2 separate regions of the Mus musculus genome follow, and region 2 is linked to region 1. Evidence: chromatin contacts called from public HiChIP or PLAC-seq data. All regions are on one chromosome and are shown on one strand. Each heading gives the region's core, a stretch centred on a gene start, on an enhancer-like site or on the middle of the called end of the contact. The rest is flanking DNA. Distances are from core to core; before and after follow the strand shown.

Evidence for each region. HiChIP or PLAC-seq counts read pairs in DNA pulled down with a chosen protein or histone mark.
Region 2: a FOXA1 HiChIP or PLAC-seq map of pancreatic cancer cells shows a contact between it and region 1. The contact joins the enhancer-like site here to the promoter of Elf3 in region 1. A contact is called at or near these places in 2 of 39 promoter capture datasets (HPC-7-derived erythroid cells and embryonic stem cells), 3 of 484 Hi-C or Micro-C datasets (all in embryonic stem cells), 5 of 115 datasets of contacts at active chromatin or transcription factors (embryonic stem cells, epiblast stem cells and pancreatic cancer cells) and 1 of 9 other capture datasets (embryonic stem cells).

What each region holds. Positions count from the first base shown.
Region 1 is chr1:135,255,106-135,261,317 of GRCm38.p6, reverse strand. It overlaps Elf3 (E74-like factor 3), which reads left to right and starts at 2,846. Exons shown (of 9, transcript NM_007921.3): 1 at 2,846-2,969; 2 at 3,536-3,703; 3 at 4,092-4,313; 4 at 4,444-4,539; 5 at 4,728-4,847; 6 at 4,995-5,084; 7 at 5,227-5,343; 8 at 6,198-6,212. The coding sequence starts at 3,544.
Region 2 is chr1:135,689,127-135,695,304 of GRCm38.p6, reverse strand. It overlaps Gm32835 (a long non-coding RNA gene), which reads right to left. Exons shown (of 2, transcript XR_387422.3): 1 at 5,435-6,178; 2 at 3,358-3,870. Among named protein-coding and RNA genes, the nearest start is that of Gm32835, 4.1 kb to the right of the region's middle. Within about 2 kb of position 4,049, at least 65 of the 459 cell types and tissues checked have an H3K27ac peak or open chromatin away from gene starts, as enhancers often do. A contact at or near this core is called in pancreatic cancer cells, where this site is marked.

The sequences.
Region 1 (6,212 bases), core at 1,597-4,096:
ATACTCAGGGGGATGCGCTAGCTCTAAGATTTCTGCAGCTTTGCCTCTCCTGAGCGGAAGCCCCGTGAAGGCAAGGGAGCTAGCTGATGGACTCTTTGTGGTCTTCTTCCTCTTTGCTCTGGAGACCCAACCAGGTGTTCTTAGGGGAAGGAGCACGTGAGTAGCCAAGAGGCTAAAAGCTGGTTCTCCCACATTCCAGGGTAAGTGACTGGGTAGAGGGTGTGTCTGCCTCAGGCTGCTTGGAGGAGGTCCCCTGAAGGGCCAGAGAAAATCCTACCCAGAGCCCTTGGTTTTCCAGCAGCCCTGACCTAGAGGAAAGGAGCCTGTCGTTCTGAAGATGAAGAGTGGAGCCTATGGGGGTGGGCAGATTGTGTCCTGGGACAATGGGGTACCTAGAAGAGAAAGGAATCTCCTTTCGTTTGAGGTCTACCTGGGGGTCGTGTGTCTGTAAATGGGGTGGAGAGAGGAGAAGACACAGATCTTATAACGTAGATGCAGGAAATGCTGACAGTTCAGTGTAGAGAACTTACTCAATTCATATAGCCTCCGAAGCTATCTCCTCAGGCAACGCAAAACAAACCAGTTGGAGCCGCAAGACATCTAATGGCTTATCGAGTCCCACACCCTCGATTCTTTGCTAATTTTATGGTTTTGCTTTTGAGACAATCTACTGTAGCCTAAGATAGCCCCAAACTCAAATGTAGCTGAGACTGACTGACCCTGAGCGCTGGAATTCCAGACACATGCATATCTTTTGCTAGGCAATAATCGCTCTACCAGCTGTACTCCCACATTCCAGGGTAAGTGACTGGAATTCTCACTTACTATATCCCTTTAAAAATTCCCTGAGTGGGATGGTTGTAGCCAGAGGGAAAAGGCACCAACAACTGCTTGTCACTTTCCAAATTTGGTAGCCTGAACAAACCACTTATCAAGACAACAACTATATATCATTTCTTTTCTTCTCTCTCTCTCTCTCTCTCTCTCTCTCTCTCACTCTCTCTCTCTCTCTCTCTTTTGAAAGAGTCTCACTACTATGTAGCCCTTGATAACCTAGAACTCACTATGTAGTCCAGGCTTGGCCTTCAGCTCGCAGAGGTCCACTTGCCTTGGGAGTTGAGAGATTAAAGGGATGCATCTCCACATGTGTCCAACAGTGCTTTTTAAAAATATTTTTAAAACCATGCTTACAGCCAGGCATAGTGGGCGTGCCTTTAATCCCAGTACTGGGGAGGCAGAGGTAGGTAGAGTTCTGAGTTGGAGGCTAGCCACATAGTAAGTCCCAGGATAGCTAGAACTATGTAAAGACCATGTCTCAAAAAAGATGCAAACATGTGTGTGTGTATATGTGTGTGTGTGTGTGTATATCTTGTTTGTTTAGTGTGTATGTGTGTGTACACTTGCACATAAAGGTCAGAGTACCACATTACAGGAGTCAGTTTTCTCCTTTTATCATGTATGGATGGAACACGGGTCCATCCATAGCATCCTTAGCAGCAGGTATCCTTATCCACTGAGCTATCTCAGCAGCCCCACATTGCTTATTGGATGTTTTTGGATGAGGATAGTTATATTAAAAAGGTTTCTGGTGTTGGTCTGGGTAGTTACCCTTTAACCCATCTCTAGAGCCTGTCTCTTGAGTTTGAGGCCAGCCTGGTATATGTAGCTAGACAAAGTTTCAAAAATGAACAGAATCCTGGGACTAGAACCCATTTGTAGAATGCTTGCATAAGAAGCTCTGGGTTCAATTTCCTGCATCTCCAGAGGGATTTTGTTCTGTAGTTTTAGTTTTTCAAGACAGAGTTTCTCTGTGTAGCCCTGGCTGTCCTGGAACTCACTCTGTAGACAAGGCTGGCCTCGAACTCAGAAATCCTTCTACCTCTACTTCAGGAGTGCTGGGATTAAAGATGTGCGCTGCCCTCCTCCACCCCAATTTGTTTTTGTTTTTTAAGGGCCCCGGTAAACAGTAAATTAACATGTGCATCCTGTTTGTCTTTGTAATGACTCAAATGTTGGGCTTCTGACCACTAGAGGGCAGCAGGCAGATACTAATGGAGTGGGCGGAGAGAAGGGTAATCAGGAGCAGACCAGACTCGCGGATAAACCAAACAGCACCGCCAGCCGACCCTAGGCGAGGAGAGCGCCACAGGCACCAAGGGAAGACTTGAAGTAGTGTCTGATCTCTACCGCTTCAGCAACCATCGCGTTTGGGTGGGCTCCAGACAGGCAAAGTGCCAGCAAATGGTCTCTGTAGCTGACTAGACAGACTATCAGACCCAAACCACCACTGGACCGTGAATGTTGCCCAGTGTGTTGCCTAGCCGCTTTCAGAATCCCAGCTTCTGGGTGTTGTGGAGGAAACCCCTTAGCCTCGGTAACTTTCACCAGGCCCTTCTTGTCTCTAGACCTCTAGACAGTTGGAAGCATCAGTCTTGACCCAGCCACCGGTTCAGATTCCTTGCCTTGCTTTCTCCTCCCCAGTTCAGCCCTGGCCAGGCCCCCAGGAAGAATTTCCAGGGCCAGAGGGCAGCCTAAGGCACAGATGCCCACCCCTGCAATGTTCCCGCCACCTGCCCAGTTCAGTACCCAGGGCCCAACCCCAGAGGGTGCGGAATGACAGATTCTGACAATCATTAAACCAGCCAGGCCTGATTTCCCAGCACCGCCTGCTAGGATCTGGGCCAAGTGGCACGGAATATGCAAATCACCTGGGACAGGGAGCCCAGTCTGAAGGCCAGGAAATCCCCAGCATCCAATGAGCCACCAGCTCAGGTTACAACCGGGGACGTACGCCGAAGACCTGGAGGGGAGGAGCTCCTGCTTTGCTCTATTTAGAGCGGGTGGGGGCAGCGCCCTGGCCACACTCATCACTGCTACCTGCGGAGCCTTCGACCGCTTAGATTTCTTCCCTTCCTGTGGCCTCAGAAGCCTGCTCACCCGCCTGCCACACCGAACCCTGACACACCTCGGTACGGTCACATTCCCTAACTCTGGCTTCAGGAACCGTCCAGTGGATTTACAGTTCTGAACTTAATCACTCAGGCTTGGAGGTTCCTAGCTGGAGTGTTGGGGCTACTGTGGGTGTATTCTGGGACTGGTCAGAGACCAGATCGGTGTCTTGGAGGGACAGGGTGGCTTCTTTGGTTCAGGAGCCCACGTGATTTGTGGAGAGAGCCCCAGAAGAATTTGTATCATGGTCCCACCCGCTTTGAGATTATTTTTATTTTTCGGAGCCGAATTTCCCAGTTTGGCGCCAGCTGGCCTGACCCTTCTAGGCTCAAGAGAGCATCCAACCTCAGCTTCCCCAAGTAGCTGGCTCTTGGTGGTGATGGTGGTGGTGGTGGTGGTGGTGGTGGTGGTGGTGGTGGTGTGTGTGTGTTTGTGTGTGTGTGGTGGAGGGGGGGGGTGTTGAAGAGAGAATGTCTACAGCAACACTGAACTTCCTGCCTCTCGGCTGTTGCTGCCCAGGCTTTGCCAGACAGAAATGGAAGTGTACCCTGACCTGTACCCTCCCCACCTTGTCTCCTCTTCCCAGGGGCCCTCATGGCTGCCACCTGTGAGATCAGCAACGTTTTTAGTAACTACTTCAACGCCATGTACAGCTCAGAAGACCCCACCCTGGCTCCTGCTCCTCCGACTACCTTTGGCACTGAAGACTTGGTGTTGACCCTGAACAACCAACAGATGACACTGGAAGGTCCAGGTGAGTGCTGTGTAAAATCTTTACAGACAGGACACCAATGATCTGAGAGGCTCTTAGATGATAAATGGACAGGGAGGAAGGGTATCCTGGAGTTAGTGGCTGGGGAGGATTTATTCATTCATATGTTTGTGTAGTACTGGGGAAAGAACCCAAACAAGACCTTATTTATGCTAGACTGTGTTCCTAGTCCCGAGAAGACTGTAGTGGCTGAGGTGGTGGGAATATAAGAACTGTGGTGACAGATTAAGGGAGGATGAACTTGAGAACTAGCCATGTTGTGATTGTGGATATGTATCTGTCCCTCTCCGCCCCTCCTCGGGTTGTGTAGGACCTCAGACAAGATCCCAAAGGGACAGGACTGATCCTCTGGCTGTACTCCACCTTGCAGAGAAGGCAAGCTGGACTAGCGAGCGGCCCCAGTTCTGGTCGAAGACCCAGGTTCTGGAGTGGATCAGCTACCAAGTGGAGAAGAACAAGTATGACGCCAGCTCCATCGACTTCTCCCGCTGCGACATGGACGGAGCCACCCTCTGCAGCTGTGCGCTGGAGGAGCTGCGGCTAGTCTTTGGACCTCTGGGAGACCAGCTCCATGCCCAGCTTCGGGACCTCAGTAAGTCTAGGCTGGGAGCCACAGGGCCTAGAGAGTGAGCGAGGTGGCTGGGACTTGGGCAGGAGGGTGCAGCCATCGAGCCCCTGCCGGAACCATGGTCAGTGACGCTCTCCCTCCCTGCCTCCGCCAGCCTCCAACTCTTCTGATGAACTCAGCTGGATCATCGAGCTGCTGGAGAAGGATGGCATGTCCTTCCAAGAGAGCCTAGGCGACTCGGGCCCCTTTGGTGAGAACCCATTTTCTCCCTTTTTCCTCCCTAGCTTGTCTTGTCCCATCTGTAACTCCTCCAGAGTGCTAGAGATATTCTCTCCCAACTTGAAAATAAGTCCATAGTCATTTCTGTGGTCCCTGGAGGGTCGTGCCTGTCCTTGCTGGTATCCTGGGCCTCTCTAAGCTCTTAACTTCTTTTCTCAGATCAGGGAAGTCCTTTTGCCCAGGAACTCCTGGATGATGGCCGCCAGGCCAGTCCCTACTACTGCAGTACCTATGGCCCTGGAGCGCCCTCCCCCGGCAGCTCTGATGTCTCCACTGCAAGTAAGTCCTGCCCTTGCCACAGCCTGCCTTCTCCAAGTGCCCTAGAGTGCATCGAGTTCTTAGAATACTCATTCAGTATCTGAAGTCTGGGTAGGCAGTGACTGGGTAGGCTGGCCCTGGCATTGAAGTGGTATTTTTCACCCCTAGGGACCGCTACTCCCCAGAGTTCCCATGCTTCTGACTCCGGTGGAAGTGATGTGGACCTGGACCTCACCGAGAGCAAGGTCTTCCCTAGAGGTGAGTTGAGGGCTGTTCTTGGGGGTCCTGTCCATGGGGTCTAGCCACTCCCCTCTGCCCTATGGCTGCAGTTTCTGTAGCAAGGCTCCCTGTTGACACCCTGCCCTTACCTTCTCTTGACCTTCCAACCCCCTTCCCATAGATGGCTTTCCTGACTATAAGAAGGGGGAACCCAAGCACGGGAAGAGGAAACGGGGGCGTCCCAGAAAGCTGAGCAAGGAATACTGGGACTGTCTGGAGGGCAAGAAGAGCAAGCACGGTAAGCTCTAAGGGCTGCCAGGCCTGTGGGCGGAGGGATACTATTCCTTCAGCTTCCACTGGCCTCTCACAGCCGCTGGAACTCATTGCATTGACGGGGCTCCATGGCATTTGTTACTGCCTCTTTACAGAGGCCTGCTTGGACTTAGAGAAGAAGGGAACTGAGGGTCCTAGGAGAGGCCATGGAGAGAGTCCAGCCTTCCCACACTCTTCCTCTTTAACTATCCCTGTACTTGGCCCCTGTCTTGCCTGATGGAACTTTCCGATGGGGAGGAGGCAGCTGGTGGGTGCTCAGAGCCAGGCAGGCTGGGGTGGCTGCGACTCCAGGCACAGCCTGCTGAAAGAGCCTCGGGCCTTGTGTGCTCCAGCTGCTCTGAACCACCTGGAGGTCACCCCAAAGGTCTTGCCTGCCGCCTCTTCCATACACACAGACCTGCACGTATGCACTCCTGGCCTGCTTTCCTTCTTGTCCCGAGGGGACTGTTAATTCCGGGAAGCTGTTTCTTGGTCCCTCAGGCTATAGGCAGCTCTCTGACCCCATGTGTGCCAAGTTCTCACCACCATTGGTCCCCACTGAACCATGAGCCCCCTCACAAAGAAGCGTGTCTCTGTCGCTGTCCATCTTAACCAGTTGTTTGATCCTTAACTGGTGAGAGAATCGAGCGCTCTGTGCAGTCGGCCTAGCGCATTGCATTTTGGGGCAGGAAAGGAAGCAGCCACTATAGCAATCACTAAGAGGACATTTCATATACTCCCATATGCCTTGGCTCTTAGCCTCGTTGGGATAGGAGAGGCCAGGTCGCCTAGAGGAGAGGGGCACCCCAGACTGATAACTGAGGAAATCTTCCCTTGTAGCCCCCAGAGGTACTC
Region 2 (6,178 bases), core at 2,800-5,299, 430 kb before region 1:
TGACCTTGGCTCATAGAATGCAAGTTGCCTTACAACTTTACTTGTATATGTGTGTATGTATGTATGTATGTATGGATGGATGGATGGATGGATGGATGGATGGATATATGGATGGATGTATTTAAGATGGGATTTTGCTATGTAGCTCTGGTTGCCCTGCTGCTTGCTATGTAGCCCATGCTGGCTTTGAGTTTGTTGTGATATTGCCTCACCCCACCCCACCCCACCCCACCCCACCCCAGTGCTAGCATAACAGGTGCACACCACTCATCCACCTTTGTTTCTTCCTCGGCCTCCCTGTCCTCTCCTGATGTTCCTTCTTTCCTCTCTTTCCTTCCGTTGCAAGATGGGTCTGGTTGTGTTGCCCAGGCTAGCCCCAAACTCCAGAACCCAAGTCATCCCTTTGCTTTATCCTCTCTGGAGCAGGTAGGACTAGAGGCAGACAACAGAACGCCCAGTCCTTCATCCTCTCAATATTCAGAATGAAGGCTCTCCAATAATGGTATATGTGTAGAGTACGTGTGAATAAATTCTATGTGGAGACACGATTCCCTGGTGGAGCCTTAAGACACCATGCTCTGCTCTGCCCCGTGGACAAAGGTGGTTATACAATTTAAAATTTTTAGCACTGAACAAAGCTGTGTGACTCTTTGCTTTAAAGTACCAAGAATTTCAGAATAGCAGGCACTAAGCCAAGTAGAAGCCCTTTCAAACACGAGGCACTGTGCCACTGTGCACGTTCACAAGCCCACGGAGCTGGCCTTGCCTGTGTGTGCTACAGAGAGCTGCCGACTTGGCCCGTCAGAGCCCTCCATTCTTTGAGTTAATGCATGCCCTTTTCTGACAATAGACATTCCTGTCTCAGCCTCCACACTGGCTATTGTCTGCACACAGCCTGCTCCAGCTGCGTTCTCTGCTTCCAGGCCAGACTGCTAAGCAAGCTCCCAGAGTCCTTGACTGCCTGTCAGCATTGCTCTAGAGGCGCCCACAATGAACGATGGCAGTGGTGTGGAACAATGCCTTCCCTGTGCCACAGAAGAAAAATGTCTCCGGAGAAAAGAGTGCATGGAACCACCAACCAAGAAACGTGGATTCCAGCTCCAGCTCCGCGTGGACACTGTGTCCTTTGAAAAGTTGCCAGGCATCTTGGCACCTTAGTGTCTTTCCGTTAAAGGATGTGGGCGCGATTCAACAGCCTTTATGGCACTTCTAGTCTAAAAGTCTGTGTTCTGCCGACTAAGAGACTATAGAGTAATACTGGTGACAAGAGCTGATGTTCTGTAAGCCACACACCAGTCAGACATCCCACTTCATGCTCCTAACCGTCCTGCGAGACTGGCAGTATTATTACCCTTACAGATGAGGATGCTGAGGCTCAGCCCAAAGCCTGTGCCCTTTGAGAAAACTTGAAGGAAATATTCTCTCCACCCCTGCTGTCCCCCTCCCTCCTGTATCGCTCCCTCCCCCTCCCCCAAGACAGAGTTTCTCTGTGTATGTAGCCCTTGCTATCCTGGAACTCACACTGTAGACCAGGCCAGACTTGAACTCAGAGATCCATCTTCCTCTGTCTCCTGAGTGCTGGGATGTGCTACCACTGCCTGGCTTGGGAAAGGTTCCAAATGCTGAATATGGTGATGATCGGGAAACTCTGTGGATTTGCTCCAGATCAGTTTGACACTTATGTTGGGTAAGTTTTACACCAGTAAAGCTGTCAAAAGGAAATAAATAAAGGTGTGCACTGACGCTAGTTTATGGCAGGGCCCCTCCCCACCACCTATGCTGCCACAGTCTGCGTTCCTCCTTATTTGCAGAGTCCCCTGCAGGAATTGACTATAGGAGCCAGATGGCATGCGGTTACATTTTGGCCCTAGCACTTAAAAACCACGAGACAGCCCCACCTCAGCCCCACCACACACACCTCATTTTCTTCACTTACAAAATAGAAATAAAAATGATAGTCATGGGGCCTGATATCTATGGTATCAGCCCGTAAAAGCACTTGCCTGCAAACCTGACTACCTGGATTCAATCCTCAGGATCCAAGTGATAGAGAGAGAGAATCAATTCCTACAAGTTGTCCTCTGACTTCCATATATACATTGTGCACATGCATACACCAATGGATGAGATCATACACAGGAAATACATAAATAAATAAATAAATAAATAAATAAATAAATAAATAAATAAATAAATAAATATCCTTTAAAAAGGACACTTAGGGGCTGGCTAGATGGCTCAGTGGGTAAGAGCACTGACTGCTCTTCCGAAGGTCCTGAGTTCAAATCCCAGCAACCACATGGTGGCTTACAACCACCCATAATGAGATCTGATGCCCTCTTCTGGTTTGTCAGAAGACAGCTACAGTGTACTTACATATAATAACAAATCTTTGGGCTGGAGCAAGCAGGGACTGCATGTCTATACACCACTCTGTACTTAGTGCCTACAGAGGCTAGAGGAAGGTGCCAGATGCCTGAAACTGAGTTAGAGGCTTTTGTGAGCTTCCGTGTGGGTGCTGGGAATCAAATCTGTACCCTTCAGAAAAGCAGCCAATTCTCTTAACTGCTGAGCCACCTCTGCAGCATCCCACCCTTTTTTTAAAAATATACATTTATTTATTTATTATCTGTAAGTACACTGTAGCTGTCTTCAGACAAACCAGAAGAGGGCATCAGATCTCATTACTGATAGTTGTGAGCCACCATGTGGGTGCTGGGATTTGAACTCAGGACCTCCAAAAGAGCAGTTGGTGCTCTTAACCGCTGAGCCATCTTTCCAGCCCCCCAGCTCCCCATCCTGATCCTGCCTTTTAAAAAGAAACTTCAGAAGCCAAGCAGTGGTAGCACACGCCTTTAATCCCAACACTTGGAATGCAGAGGCAGGCGGGTTTCTGAGTTCAAGGCCAGCCTGATCTACAGAGTGAGTTCCTGGACAGCCAGGGCTACACAGAGAAACCCTGTCTTGAAAAACAAAAAACAAAAATAACAACAAAAAAGTTTTTTTTTTGTTTTTTTTTTTTAAAGAAACGTTAGGGTGTGGGGGAGGGGCAGTGGAGGGGCACAGGGGATGACTCCGCCAGCAAAGGGACCTGAGGCCAATCTCCTGAATCAAATATGAGGGCATGTGATCCCAGGGCTGGGGAGGCAGAGACAGGCGGAGCCTCGGGACTCTGGCCAGACAATATGGCCCCATTGATGATCTCCAGCCCAGTGAGAGATCCTGTCTGGAAGGAAGTGGACAGCATTCCTGAGAATGATGCCTAGGGCTGTTCTCTTGCACTCATGCCTCCTACACACACTGAACACACACACACTTGCACATACAAACACATTTTTAAAAAAATGAAACCAAGACTTTTTGATAAAAGGCAAAAAAACCCGACTGATGTTTATTATATAGGCTTGTTATGATATGGCTTGGTATAGATTGAGTGCTTAAAGCAGCTATAGACACCCAGCAAGTGCATATAGGTGGCCAGACTCTTATTACCTCCAAGACTGCAAAGCCTGCCAGAGCCAGGCATCTTAAAGGGGCCCAGTTTCTCTCCACCAGCCTCACTCCTGCTTTCCCAGCCCTTAAAGGAACACTCCTCTTCAAAGGCCATCTTTGGAAAAACACTGGCTCTCCGCACATCGTACTTCCTGGTAAGAGGGAGCAGCTCATCTTCCCGATAAGGCAGTGACTCGCTGGCTCGTGTAAAACGTTCATCGCTCTGCCAGCTTTCCCCACAGACTCTTCCTCCCGGGCCCTCGTTCACTCCAGCAATCAGCGTTAAAAGCAGGACCCAGGGCCAGCAGCATGAGGTCAGAGTGGCCAAGGACAGGGCAGGGGCAAAGCATTCTGGCTGGAGCAGAAGCCCCTTGCTGGCTGATGAACCAAGTAGAGAGGACAGGGTTATGCCTGGACAGACTTCTATTTCTCAAAAAATATACTGTGCAGCACTGAGGCCAGAAACAGTGAAGTGAGGGGTTGGGAGGGTTGGGGGGACCCAGTGCAGGGCCCGGGAGCTGAGCATGACCTGGTGTGGGTGGGGCAGGGCTGGGTATGACTGGGTACTTTCTGTGTGATTACTGTGCTTCTGCTTATGTTTGAGTGGCACTGTCTAAGCCACACCCTCTTCTATGATCTCACTGATACCACAGCCTTGGTAGTGTGTCCTGGGTGGGATACCCACTTTCACTGACGAGCAAACTGAGGTGCTGTATTTCTGTAAGTGGCACCAGCCGGGCATGGAGGGAATCATGTCCTCTGCAGCCAGGCGCAGTGTTTTTCCACTGGCTTTGGAGGAGGAAGTCAGAAGGTCCCTGGACTCCACCTCAAGAGCACTAACAATGTTTCTTGCTGAGGAAAATGAAGCCACATACTGTCTTCATATCCCTGCCCAGTTCCCTGCAAACGGCTCTACGAACCCTGAAAGAGGCAAGGAGGTCAAGACTGCCCTGTTATAGGCCACAGGGAGTGCATTCTATTCAAATGTCCAAAGTCCCACATCAGGTGACCCCAGTGGCAGGACAATTGAACACTGGCCTACAGAGCTCAGCATAGGAAGAAAAGATCTACCCCACCCTACAAAGCAATCAGGCTGTGGCAGAAAAAAATTTTTTTTTCCTATGCTTTCTGGGGCTTCCAGTGCTCTCATCTCAGGCCAGGTCTGAGACTCAATGGGCTGGGCACAAACTTCTTGGGCTGATTTTGAAAACCCTGTTTGTCACACTGACATTAATCCTCTTGATAACAAACTGCCCTGAGGCAGAGCTGGTGCACAGCAGCAGAGGACAGAGAAGGGACCTGCCTTAGTGGGGTCAGCAGTCCTGCAAGCCACCTTCTCCATTATGGAGATTATGGTGGCCATGAGTAGGTCTCCACCCTTCATCAACCAATCTGCTCCCTCCCCACCCCCCACCCCCAGCCTCCTTCTGGCTCGTTCCATCTGACCCCATCTGCAGCCCTGGTCTTTACCTCTCATTGATTTTCATATTTAAGGGAAATCCATTTGTTTGATTCAGAACAACTGAATCATCACTGTGTTCAGACAAAAACCACTCACAAGGTAGGCACTTGGCAGAGGCCACTTATGGGTAGGACCCTGCCTCTTCTCCAAAGAGAACTCTGCCCATACTGGCTCCTGCCTGTTTCTCTCTGACGCTCTCACCTATGGCCTTCACACACTCTGCCTGTCACCCCAACAAGACTGGGTCCTTTATTTCTCTTTCACACCCATGGACACCCTCCTGTGTTTACCCACGAACTTAAGTTCACTGTTGGAGATGTGTGCTTGAGGCAGGCATTCAGAATAGAGTGGTGTTGGGGGAGGGGGTCACAGGAGAGAAATGTTGATCTAAATATAAGACTCAAATCTCACAAAAGTATCATGTTGGCCTTCCTTTTCACTCTGGGAAGTACCCAAGGGGTGATGTCATGTTGGCATTACCAGTGTGGCTGCAAGGGTCCCACGCATGTCCATTTTCTCTGTGGCAGTGGGCAGTTCAGTTTCTGGTGTTTTTTTGCACGACTTCCACAGTTTTTTGTCCTTGGGACTTCAGGGCCAAGAAACCTAGGCAGCCCTATTTGGTGAGCACCGGGGAAAGACAGTCTGTGTAACCCAAGTTGGCTTCAAACTCACGATCCCTTTGCCTTAGCCTCCTGAGTGCTGAGATTACAGGTGTGTGTCACCCATATGCAATGATGTCTTCTTAAGACAAGGCGACCCTATGCAGGCTGTGGGGACTCTGAAAAGTAAGAGGATTCCAACCGGTGCGTGTTAAGTTAAATGCAGTCTCTTAAAACTGTTTATTGAGGACGTACTATAGCCAGGCACAAGCATGTCACCTCCGTTACCTCCTTTAATCCTTTCGGCAACGTTACAGGACAAGTCCTACCATTGTAGAAAACTGAGGTAGCCAAGAAGTAAAAGAACTCCTTAGATCCAGTGGCAGCAGACTTGGAGTGTGTGCCCACACCTTTAGAGCAAGGGGCTCATCGCAGGCACTAATCTGCAGCCTTCTCATCCCTCCATAGGACAATGTGCATTCTCGGACAAATATTATAATTAAAGCCATTTCCCTGACTATCTGGGAAGGCCCCTGTCTACTGTCCACTTTCCCTTATCCTATGACTCCGAGGGACTAGGTGGACAAGGGTTCTAATCCAGACTGGGGCATTGGCATTTTGCTTT